Regions from separate parts of the Sus scrofa genome. Here region 1 is linked to region 2. Evidence: chromatin contacts called from public HiChIP or PLAC-seq data. All regions are on one chromosome and are shown on one strand. Each heading gives the region's core, a stretch centred on a gene start, on an enhancer-like site or on the middle of the called end of the contact. The rest is flanking DNA. Distances are from core to core; before and after follow the strand shown.

Region 1 (2,700 bases), core at 147-2,646, 150 kb before region 2:
CCAGAATGGCTTCGCCGGTGATCATGAAACAGTCCCGGAGGGGAGTCATCACGTCCTCCACGGTCTTGGTGCGGAGCTCCAGCGCCCCTTGGATGATGTTCAGCTCCTCCTTAACGAGGTCGTTGTAGGGATCTGTGACCCGGAGCATCTCCAGCAGTTTTTCCCGGTTGTAGACGGTGCCTATCTCCTGGCCCAGGACGCAGTCCAGCAGCTTGCTGACCGGGTAAGAAGCGGGGAAGGTCATCATCATGAAAAACTTGGTGAGGAAGATGGTGTTGGCCCCTACAGCCAGGCCATGCCGGGAGCAAATGGCCTGGGGTACGATCTCCCCGAAGATAACGATGCCGATGGTGGAGACCACCACCGCCACGAGGCCTGAGCCCGCGATGTCGTCGAGCAAGATGGTGAGCGTGGTGTTGACCAGCACGTTGCCCAGCAGCAACGAGCACAGCAGGTAGTTGCCCTGCCTGCGTACGGGCTCGATGCGCTTGGCGTAATTCTTTTCCTTTTCTGTGCCGCAGTTCTGCACGATGCGCAGCTCCATCGGATCTAGGGCCATGAGTCCCAGGTTGAGGCCGCTGAACATGCCCGATAGGCAGAGGAGCAGCGAAATGAAGATCACTTGCAGCCAGAAGGGCAGCAGGAACTTCTTCTCCTCGCCCACGATCATCTTGGTGTCCTCGCCGTCGTGATAAATCCAGGTGGTCTCGGCCCACGGGGGCGGCGGGAGTCCGGCCACCCCGGAGCCTCCCTTGCCCCCGACGGCGCCACCCGCGGACCCCGAGCCGCCGGCGCCCAGGGCCGGCGTGGAGAGCGACGTGCACAGGTAATAGGACTTGCTCTTCTCCATCTTGCGCAGCGGTTTGATCTCGATTTCAATGATGCCCGATGTACGCCGGTTGAGAATGATATGAGGCAAGATGATGATATCTGATGTGCGGATGCCGCAGCGCTGGGGGCCGCTGTCCGGCTCCGGCGGCGCGGGTCCCCCCAGCCCGCGCTCGCCGGGGCTGTGGCGCCGCCGCTCGTGCTCGGTGAAAGCAATGCGGGACCATGTCTCGTTGTTGATGTTCTGTCCGTACACTCGCAGCTTGACCCGGGTCCGCTCGCTCACCCGCAGCGCCCCCCCTTCCATGAACGACACGTCGTTCGTGTCCTCCAGCCGCAATCCGATGATCACCGTCTCCTCGTTTTCGCCCGCCGCTGCACATCCACCCGCGCTGCAGCAGCAGCTCAGCAGCAGCAGCGGCAGCAGCCGCCCCGCTGCCGCCTGCAGAACCCCCTGGCCGCGGGCGCTGAGGCTGCGGCGCGCCGCCATCTTCCTAGTGGGCAGTGCTGCGGCTGCCGGCCCGCCCGCCATCTTTACTTCGGGTTCACAAGCGCCACAGCCAATCATAGGGTGGCTGCTCCAGCTGCGGCTTCATTCTACCCACCCGGCGGCACGAGCGCAGGCACCAACCCCTGGGGCGAGACTGCAAAGCACTGTTCGCATCCACTGCTTAGCAGTCCGCCTCCCTGACTGACACTGACTCCGCCTGGGCCAGCTAAGGAACCTGGAGGTTCGCAGGAGGGGGGAATGGATGGGGGGCGCGCCAGCCGCTCCTGCGAGAGGCAGGCCGGCCAGCCAACCACGAGCGCTTGCCCACCCTCCCAGCCAGGGGGCTGGAATGGGGGTGTGGCCGTGAGGGGCGCCGCGGACCAATGGCAAGGTAAGTGGGTGGGGAGATGAAGGCCAGAGTCCTCCCAGGCACGCCAAGTTTCCAGCTGAAAGGCGCGTGACTCTTGTGTATGTGCGAGGAGAGGAGGTGTGGCCAGCTGGAGCCGAGAGCCAGTCACAGATGAGAGCTGTAGGAAAGGGGGCGGGGCCCCCGTCCGGCTGCCAATGAAAAGAGGCCATCCGCGAGACCGACGCTCCGGCCTCAGTAGTAGATTCTGGCCCCGGGGTTTGGTTCTACTTGCACTGCAGTCCCGCGGCGCCAGTTGCCGGATTAGCGCTACACCAAGCTGACGGCTCCCATGTGCTCCGTGCAGGTGCAGAGAGGACTGCGCCTTTCTGCCTGCAAAGCCCGAAAAGCCTACTAGGGACGGCTTAAGGTGCACATTAACCTAAAGTGCATCCGAGCTATCGGCCGTGCTCCCCTTCTTTACTTGCGCTCGCCGCTCCGCCCGGGGGTAAGCCAGCACGCTCAGGCCCACTCTGCTGGAGCCTTTGGCTTATCCCTAAGAGACGCGCGCTCTGCAGGTCACGGTCAGGTAGCGCCACCTGCCGGTATTTTATGCACCCTGCAACGCTTTACAGTTCCACCGCAAACCCCAAAAGGAGTGCGGGAGATGGGGGAAGTTAGAGTGAAGTGGTTTCCTATCTTCCCAGTTGTTAAGAATCCCTTCATTTTCTTGCTGAAAGTATATAATCCCTGAGCCCCATTCCATACTTACTGAAGGAGTAGGACCCAGGAATCTGTATTTCTAACGCACTGCAAAACATGTGGGAAATGGGAGGGGGCAGACATCCTAAGCAGACTCAGAAAGGTTCTTTTTTTTTTTTTTTTGTCTTTCTGTCTTTTCTAGGGCCGCACCAGGGACATATGGAGGTTCCCAGGCTAGGGGTCTAATCGGAACTGCAGCCGCCGACCTACTCCAGAGCCACAGCAACGTGGGATCCGAGCAGCATCTGCAACCTACACCACAGCTCAGGGCAAC
Region 2 (2,700 bases), core at 85-2,584:
ACTTTAAAATGGTTAAGTGGTTTTAAATGGTTTATGTTATATACACTTCAGGTCATTTAAAAAATTAATTTGTTACATAGAGGATGAGCAAGACAAGATGCATATGTGAAAAGACTGCCCATAAACTCCTAGGGAAAAGATAAGTGTGTGTATTTTTGCTGGTACTCTGCGTCTACTTGATCACAACACAAAGTTCATGCTAAGCTGTAGAGACTCTGCCATTTTGCTCTGTGTGTGTGCCTTTCTGAAAAGACAGGGACGGGAACAGAAAGTGAAGAAAATAGAATGGTAAAGCCTTGCCAAATGCAAGGGAAGGAGGGGTGATTCCCCCTGCTGCACCCCACCCAACTTGGCACCAGGAGCAACGCTCCCATTAAGGTTTCGAAATGCCAGCAGCAGCTGAAATCAGCACAAGCTTCTCTGCCTGGATAAGAGGCAAGCCACCTAGCAAGAAAAGCTGGGGTGCTCCATTTGTTGCCCTTACTGGCATCAGCACCACCCTTTGCTCAAAACGCCGAGCTGGCCCAGACCGACATCGGTGACTGGCTCCCCCAGACCAGCCAGCCCGCCCAACAGTGAGAGCTTGTTACCGCTCGTGTGCCATGCTCCTGAGGAGCCCCAGTCTACTTCATCTCACCTGCCTTCCAAGATCCCTGCCTCCAACACCATTAAAAATGGGGCCTAGAGGCTCCTAGACCTTTCCCAGGTGCAGCTTGAAATAAATATCCTCTCAGCCCCTCCCTCCCTCTCAGGCCCACTCAATAACCCACGGACCCCTATCCGCACAGACGTAAACGCGGCATCGCTGCCTTGGAGACACTGTGAGACAAGAATGCGCGCCCCTCATGCCCCTGCTTGGCACCACTATCCGGCCACAGCCATCCCATCCCACCTTACCTAACTGCCGTCTCAAAGACCCCTCACTCACTTGGTACCATGCCTCTGCCACTTCCCTGACACCAAAGCCGTCACAGGTGTCCCTCAGTTAAACACCGACGCCCCCTTACATCCTGTCCACTCCAGACATGGGTGCCCCTCTTGGGACCCGTCGACTCTTGACAACATCCCTTCAGCCCCCTCCAGCCAGGCCTCGACGACCCCCAGACCTCCAGCCTGGCCCAGACGCTCCCTCCCCCTTACCTGCGGGGGTTCGGCCCTGGCTGACAGGGGGCTGGGCAGCGCCTGGAGGAGCAGGAGCGCCATGCCACCCAGGAGCCTTCTCCTCTCCATCCCCCTCCTGCTCCTGCTCCTCCGCCACGGCGCCGCCGCCTCCCTCCTCCTCCTCCCTCTCCTCCTCTTCCCTCTTCTTCCTTCTTCCCTTCTTTTCCTGTTTCACTCTCCCCACCCGCTTCCGGCTCTGCTCCACCCCGCCCAGCCGAAACACCTCCCAGACGCTGGGATGGTTCTCCAGTTCCAGCGCTTCATTGGTTTTATCCCTTTTTCCATTGGTTAAAACAGCCGTCGATCAAATACAAGTCCCGCCCCCTCATGATGTCGGAAGACCGGAGAGAGCTGGCCAATGAAAAGTAGGAGGAAGCCGGGCCATCTTGAGTGCTGCGAGGAGGCGTAAACGCGTGCTGCTCCGCAGAGAGTGGCGGAAGTAGCTGGAATCACGGGGCTGGGCAATCCAAAACATGTATAGAAGTCCATTTTGGTGCCGCCATCTTGAGTGTGGCGGAAGATTTCCCCAGTTCAGCAAAGAAAGGGAAGGGGTATAGCAATTCTAAGGGGTGTTGGAAAATAAGTTCATTTTAGAAGGTAACCGAGCGCTCTGAAAGACAACTGCAGTCTAAAGAGCTTTTGATGTCTTTTGTCTTTAAGCATAGCCCCAGTACCAGGTCCCGCTCGTGATCTCAAACAGTGGTTTCAGTCAATTTGAATTCCCTATAAGGCAGTACCTTTATTTGAGACAGTGCTTTGTCACCACAAATGAGAGAGACGAAATTCTATTGATTCTACCTTAAAAATAGGTCTGAAATCCATCCCCATTGCTTCAATCCATGTTCTCATTTTCTGGCTAAATACAAATGGTCTCTTCTGTCCCAGTTCCAATTCTTTCTTGAATCCCTTTCACCAACCAAAGCTGGGGTGCTCTACCACCTAAAACCAAGAATTCTCATCTCAGGGCTTCCCCTCTCGAAATACTTCAACCACCTGGACTGGACTTATAGTCCCAACTTTTAACATGCTTCTTTGTGTGTCCTGGTCCCAGCATACCTCTTTATCTCACCCACTGCCGCTTCACTTCCCACATCCTGCTCACACGTAACAGTTTAGAGCTCCCCAGAGTACTGAGCTATGCAGTGCCCTTAACTTCATTTACACTTTACACAGTTTCCTGTTTACAAACTCCTCATTCCCACCCCCTCCTCTCTTCTGAATTCACATAACACTTAGCACACAGTGTATCTATCTGTAGTTTCTGCCTGCTTGACCCCTCCCACTAGACGTGTAGCTTTTTGTATGGCACACCAGATCTTACACATTTTTTTTTAAAGAAACTCCTACAGCACCTTGTACAGGGCCCAGTCACGAGCTCAATCAATGTTGGGAGAATAAACGAACAAAAGAAGACCCAAAGCAGAGAAGCCAGCTGCCCTGTAGCTGCCAATTTCCTCTCAAAAAACCTGCCAAAGCATTTCAGAGCCTGGCCCATTCTAGCCCATAGCTGAGCCCAGAGGGAGTTGGTTCTTGGTTTAA

What was found. HiChIP or PLAC-seq counts read pairs in DNA pulled down with a chosen protein or histone mark.
Region 1: an H3K27ac HiChIP or PLAC-seq map of alveolar macrophages shows a contact between it and region 2. The contact joins the promoter of CNNM2 here to the promoter of WBP1L in region 2. A contact is called at or near these places in 2 of 5 promoter capture datasets (fetal liver and liver), 7 of 47 Hi-C or Micro-C datasets (adipose tissue, embryonic fibroblasts, liver and 3 more) and 1 of 2 datasets of contacts at active chromatin or transcription factors (alveolar macrophages).

What each region holds. Positions count from the first base shown.
Region 1 is chr14:113,888,845-113,891,544 of Sscrofa11.1, reverse strand. CNNM2 (metal transporter CNNM2) reads right to left here and starts at 1,396. Exons shown (of 8, transcript XM_001929243.6): 1 at 1-1,396. The coding sequence starts at 1,396.
Region 2 is chr14:113,736,392-113,739,091 of Sscrofa11.1, reverse strand. WBP1L (WW domain binding protein 1-like) reads right to left here and starts at 1,334. Exons shown (of 4, transcript XM_001929157.7): 1 at 1,141-1,334. The coding sequence starts at 1,230.